2 separate regions of the Mus musculus genome follow, and region 2 is linked to region 1. Evidence: chromatin contacts called from public promoter capture Hi-C data. All regions are on one chromosome and are shown on one strand. Each heading gives the region's core, a stretch centred on a gene start, on an enhancer-like site or on the middle of the called end of the contact. The rest is flanking DNA. Distances are from core to core; before and after follow the strand shown. Region 1 holds the start of Sec24d (Sec24 related gene family, member D (S. cerevisiae)). Region 2 holds the start of Ndst4 (N-deacetylase/N-sulfotransferase (heparin glucosaminyl) 4).

Region 1 (3,026 bases), core at 381-2,880:
AAGGAAAAGCCATAGTCCAACAAATATAACCTGAGATAGACATGATGATAGTCTTTGTGAGTCATAATGGGACAAGCCAGTGGCAGCTCCAACCATCTCCGTCCAAGATGCTAGGGCTTCTCTCTAACTTAGATGACGTCACACCTCTAAGAACATAGGCACCTATATTTAAGGAGCTAAAAAAAAAGCCTTTCATATGTGGGTAGTCATAAACAATCACAAATATAACAGTCCCATCTTGACTCTATTCAGAGCCCAAATGCCAATTAGCTTTACACTTTATGTTTCCATGTTTTGCTAAAACAGATATCTCCTAGAGAGGTTTTTAAAAGATACTTTTGTTTATTTGGTTGGTTGGTTTCTGCAGAGACAAGGTTTCCCTTGTAGTCCTTGCTGTCCTGAACTTACTCTGTAGACCAGGCTAGCCTCGAACTCAAAGAGATCTGCCTGCCTCTGACTCCCCAATGCTGGGATTAAAGGTGTGTGCCACCATGTCTGGCTTTCAAAAAAACATTTGTTACAAGACAGGAGGTGCTCTGAAGCCTGGCAAAAGAATTATGATTTGTTTCCTATCTGCCCATGCAAAGCTTTGTGACACAGTAAACTGAAGAGGTTCTTTGGGCCTCAGTTTTCTGTTTTAGAAAATGAAGTGTCCAAAAGCCATATTAGTTGTGAAACCCTGATTCTCTAGTTTCTTTCCAGTTTCTCCATCAAGCATTTGGGTACCTCTCCTTTCTTTCTCGTTGCTGCGGTTTAAGGTAGTGGTTTAAGGTAAAGATTAGTAATACCTTCTAAGTAAGACGTGGGATCTCTTTATTCTGGAAATGGCATGCAAATTTCAAACGTGAAGACTAACATCCATGATTTAGCTTTGTTTTCATATTAAACCTTCAGCTTCCGAGTAGCAACCATGAGTATGATGAGGTCACTGTCTTGCTAACGGAGGACAGAAAGGCAGACAAAGGTCTCTAGTTCACTGTGTTCCTGACAACACTTTCCCTCCTCCCACTGCGCCTAGAGAGACGTGGCAGTCGCTTGGCCCCGTGCAGCCCAGAGCCTTCAGAAGACCGCACCGGCGCACCCACGCAGCAGCTGCGGAAGGGGAGCGGGACAGCGATGCTCACAGCAGGGGACTGGAAGCCGCCCAGCCCTCTTCCCTGGTCCTGGGAGGAATTCGCTTCCTCACCCTTCTCTGCCACGTCAAACTTCCTCACCCAGTACACCAAGTTGCAGAAACCTGACTCAGCTGCAAGCGGCGACATGGCAGAGAGCCACTTGGCACAAACCGGCCTCGAATCCAAACCCCGAGCGCTCGGATTCTACAAAGACACCCTTCCCCTTCCACTGTCACCCGGGACAAGTTCGCGTTTCCCTCTAATGATGTCCCGGAGCTGAACACTGTAGTTGCCATTTTCCCTCGGAATATTTCCAGCCCTCTCCTCCTCCGGGAACCAGAGAGCCAAGTTGATGGGGAGTCGCGGTGCAGCCGCGTGTGGACGCTCCGCACCCTCAGCCCGAACCTGCTGTACCTGTGGCTCCCCTTCCTCCCCACCCTCCTCCCTGCGCCCTGCGCCCCGCGTCTGCCGTACCTGCTCTGCACGCTCCGCGCCCCGCGCCGCCGCCGCCGAGTCGCTCTGGGTTGCTAGTGCCACGTCAGGCGCCCGGGCGCGCGCGCGTGCTGGACCCGCTCGCTCCCGCGGCGCGCCCTGGCGGGGGCGGGGCCGCACCTCCCACTGCGGTCTCGCGCCTCTTTCCGGGTCTTTTCCTCTAAGCTTTTCCTTCGCGAGGCCCCGCCTCCTCCAATTTGTCAAAGATCCTCCGGAGCCGGTGGCAGGGGACTTGGGTGGGGTGAGGAGGGCGCGCTCTGGGTTCAACAGGTGGCACTGAATCGCTGCGCTGCGCTCGCCTTACTGGAAGCGACGCGTGTCGGGGAGTGCTCAGTGGCCAGAGGAATCTGGCGCGTGGACAGACAATTTGATGACGTCTTCCAGCACAACCACAGAAGGAAGGAAGGCCCACGACAGCCTGGTTCTGTGTGAAACGAGACGCTCAGCTGAGGTGTCCTCAAGGAAGCAAAGGGTTGCAGGACCTCCGTGGGCTTGCCCACTTAACTGGGTGTGCCCCACCCACAAACAGGAACTGGCCTGTGTCAAAGGTAGATAACTTTTAGCTCACCTTTGGACAGAAACAGTTGAGAAACACCTATTTGGCCCTAAAATCAGGACCAATAGGCCACACTCCAAAAATGTCTCACTATCAGAGAGAAAGTATGAGTTCAGTCCGCAGCCGAGCTGCGAGTTTGGGGAATCTATGAAAGTTTTATGAAATAAAAGCAGCCTAGTGATTTTGCCCTCACTGTGTGCCTCCTTCTGAGGAACCAGAAATAAAAGCTCCCTAAAGCTTGACTAATCAAAAGCTACCTGAGTAACTTTTCCTGTTGCTGTGATAAAATACTCTGGCAACCACAACTAAAAGGAGAAAATGTTTATTTTGGTCCACAGTTCAAGGGAGTAATCCATCTTGATGCGGTAGCTTGAGGCAGCTGATCACTATGCGGGCACAGTCAGGAAAGCAGAGAGCAATCAGTGCTTGTGTCTGGCTCTTTTTATGCAGTCCAGGATGCCAGTCCAGGGAATGATGTCCCACACACTGGGCGGGTCTTCTCAGCTCAATCCATCTATGCTCAATATAGATCCTCTCAGACCTGCCAGGTCTTCTTTTAGAATTATCATTATCAAGACATGTTGTTGTTGTTGTTTGAGACAGGGTTTCTCTTTGTAGCCTTTGCTGTCCTGGAACTCACTCTCTAGACCAGGCTGGCCTCAAACTCAGCAATCCACCTGCTTCTGCCTCCCAAGTGCTAGGATTAAGGACATGAGCCACCATCACCCACAGTATTAGGAATTTTGAGGCAACTGTGTCAACTGTTTATCACTAAAAAAGAAACCAATTTAAAGGGTAATAATTTGCATTGTCTCAGTCTCTAAGGTTTCAGTCCTAAGTCATCTTGCTGAACTGCTATAGGT
Region 2 (3,026 bases), core at 272-2,771, 2.1 Mb before region 1:
TCCAAAATATACAGGATTTTAACTATGAAACTGACAAGAAAGTGGATAACTAAGCCTGAATGACAGAAATGTATTAATATCTTGCTTCAGCTTAACATTGAAAAGTTCTGCCTCCATGTAAATGAAAACTCCTAGAACAGACGCTGTGAAGGCAGGAAAAGGAGCGTCTGACAGAAAGGATAAACTCATTACACTTTCTCAAAGTTAATTGAGGAGCAGAACACAGTCTACCAAAATAAACAACACACTGCTTCTGAAAAAGTATATCAATTTGTAAATTAGGACAAGTTAAAAGGAAATCAATTTTTAATATTTTTAAACTTTGATTTCTTCTGATATAAGTATTAGAAACACTAAGACCACCTTTAAACATCTCGCATTTTCCAATGTGTTTTGTGTAGGGGGCTTTGGAAGTGTGTGTGTGTATATGTGTGTGCGTGTGTGTGTGTGAATACGGCACTGAGGTGTCGGTGTCCTGCTCACAATCTAGGATATGAATATGACATATATTACCCTGAGATGTTTTCATTTCTAATATGAGCTAGGGGATAGCATCTATTTCCTGATAAACAGCATATGCCAGTGTCGTTCAGTTTCAAATGTGTGTGCCAGCTGTTTCTCTCAAAATTCCATCAAAACAGAGAACACCTATAAATCTTATGTCCCAAGGAGAAGAGTTCTCATCTTGGGCAATTTGCATGCCACATTCTAAGTAATACTTCTTAGGAAACATTTAAACACCAGCCACAGTTATGACTGAAGGCTGAGTTTGCAAAATTAGTAGGTCCAGTAGAAACAGGACAAACCTGTTATCCAGGGAGGTGTTTTGGTGCAAATGTCAGAGTAACTGTTTAAAATTAATCTGCTGTTCAGTTCCCTTTTTACAGCAGGGCAATACATTCTATATACAATGCAAATATAACTTCTACATACTGACAGGTATGTATACACACGCCAGAAAGGGAGATTGAATTTGGCTCTAAAAGTATCTGCTTCTACATAAATCTTTCACAAATAAAACTTTAGTGCGTTTAACTTGTTTATGAAGCTAAGCCACACATACCCCGTCATTGTCAATTTCAACAAATTAGGGCAGTAACTTACCTAGAGAAGCATTTCAATTTTTTTTTCTTTTGCTAACTTGAATTTATCCGAAGTTAGAAAATGAGATATCCAGAATTCAGGTTTACTTGGCTCCACGTTAATTAGCGGAGCTTTCAGTTCGTGCCATCTGCCTCAACAGGATTCTGAGAGCACTCCTCAGCTCCGGTGCCGGTGTCTGGACCCTTCCAGCAGTCTTTTTATTTATACACACATTGTCCTTTTCAAAACAAGCAGCCAGCTGGAATGATTCAGACCTCTGTTCAGCACACCGTTAAAATGCAGCTTCCTTCTCGGACACGAGCCTTACCCCAGGGAGCAGACCGGGTACAGCAAAAAGGCTATGAGAACTATTTAATCACCGGAATACCAGCTGCTCCTGTCTGCTTCTGCCACTGCTGCTGTGCCTCTTGCTTAGCTGGAGTCGGTCTTTCCCTCCCTCCCTCCCTCTCTCCCTCCCTCCCTTTTTCTCTCACATCTCCAGAACTATGAAGGCAGCTCTGCCGGGTTATGATTGGCAGAAACAGCCAATTCCTTCAGCTAATCATCCTCAAGACTTTCAAGGACCTGAAGCTGTTGTGATGTCATCCAGGCAGTGGGATGTTACACATGAACACATTCCAGCAGAAGCTAATTCAGCAGCCGGCAGCCTTCCTCTCACACAACACTGATTGATTGATTAGGTGCCCCTTGAGGATTTGGATAATCGTTCACTGGACAGTTTGAATATTTCCTACATAATCCGAGAATAAGATTTCACTTTGCAGCTATGTCACTGTATCAAGTGGGTTAATAAAAGTTCGTGATGGGGCTTTCTGTTGTGAATATGTGCCAGCCAAAGAGTCTAATTTCAAACAGAACAAAAGCCAGCAATGAGCAATAGAAAACTTGGAGAACTGTCTGTGAGCTACCAAATCCTGATACTTATAATAGCATAAACATGTGTTATCAGTAAGGACAGATAAATATGTAAAACTATATAATGTTAATTAACAGAGGTAAAATTTGATTCCTATGGGAAACTACATTTCTATTTCTCAAATTTAAAAATTATATATATATATATTCATATATATATTTAAATATAAATATACAAGAAAAAAAATGAAAACTTGTTTCAAGACAGAATAGAGCTGCAGAATACTCTCTAATCTGGTGTGTGTGTCTTCAGTTATAAGCAATACATGTAATATTCGGACAATTTCAGTAAAATCCCGTGACTAGAGAGGGGGGTGGAAGTAGTGGAGAAGCCATTAAAGCTTGGCTTTATGATGTCTGTATCCAGTATTATTGGTGTTAACGTCTGCATAACATTTGTCTGCAAATTGCCTAAATTCTCATGCACAGTGAGTTGAGAAAAAGTTTATGTTTATAAAATCTTCAAGCAGCATTCAGCAACTTCTTACCCGGATGGCAAAGAAGCATTTGAAGGTCAAGACATGTTGACTTAGTGATGCCCATTACAATTGAGAGAGATAAGCATACTGCAGACGTATCTTTTTATCAATAATATAATATTATGAGGAAAATACCATGCCATGGTTCAGTGTTGATTAAAATGCATTTTAAATGCTAATTGAAAATTTCTATCTTTTATAGTTTTACCTGTCTGGTTATGGTGCTGGGAATTGAACCCAGAGCCCTTCAGTTTCTAGTATAGCCTCTGTTACCATACCAGATCCCACCATAGTTTTGCTTTTTTGTTGTTTTGCTTGTTTGTTTTTTAATTTCATTATTTATTTAGCATTTTAAGTTTTTGGAAAATTGCATAATTGAGGAAGAAACATTATTGCAAATTGTTCAACCCATTACAGTCTTGCTGCGTTCCTATTTCAAAGGCCAACAGAAGCAGTGCTATATACAAACGGTTGAACTTGTTGGAATTAAATGGTAGCTCCATGATTCTCACTGCAAAACTATCAAAT

What was found. Promoter capture Hi-C pulls out the DNA fragments that hold promoters and counts their contacts.
Region 2: a contact with region 1 is called in a promoter capture Hi-C map of hippocampal neurons, with 7 times the contacts expected there. The contact joins the promoter of Ndst4 here to the promoter of Sec24d in region 1.

What each region holds. Positions count from the first base shown.
Region 1 is chr3:123,266,100-123,269,125 of GRCm38.p6, reverse strand. Sec24d (Sec24 related gene family, member D (S. cerevisiae)) reads right to left here and starts at 1,630. Exons shown (of 23, transcript NM_027135.2): 1 at 1,590-1,630.
Region 2 is chr3:125,402,586-125,405,611 of GRCm38.p6, reverse strand. Ndst4 (N-deacetylase/N-sulfotransferase (heparin glucosaminyl) 4) reads right to left here and starts at 1,521. Exons shown (of 14, transcript NM_022565.2): 1 at 1,105-1,521.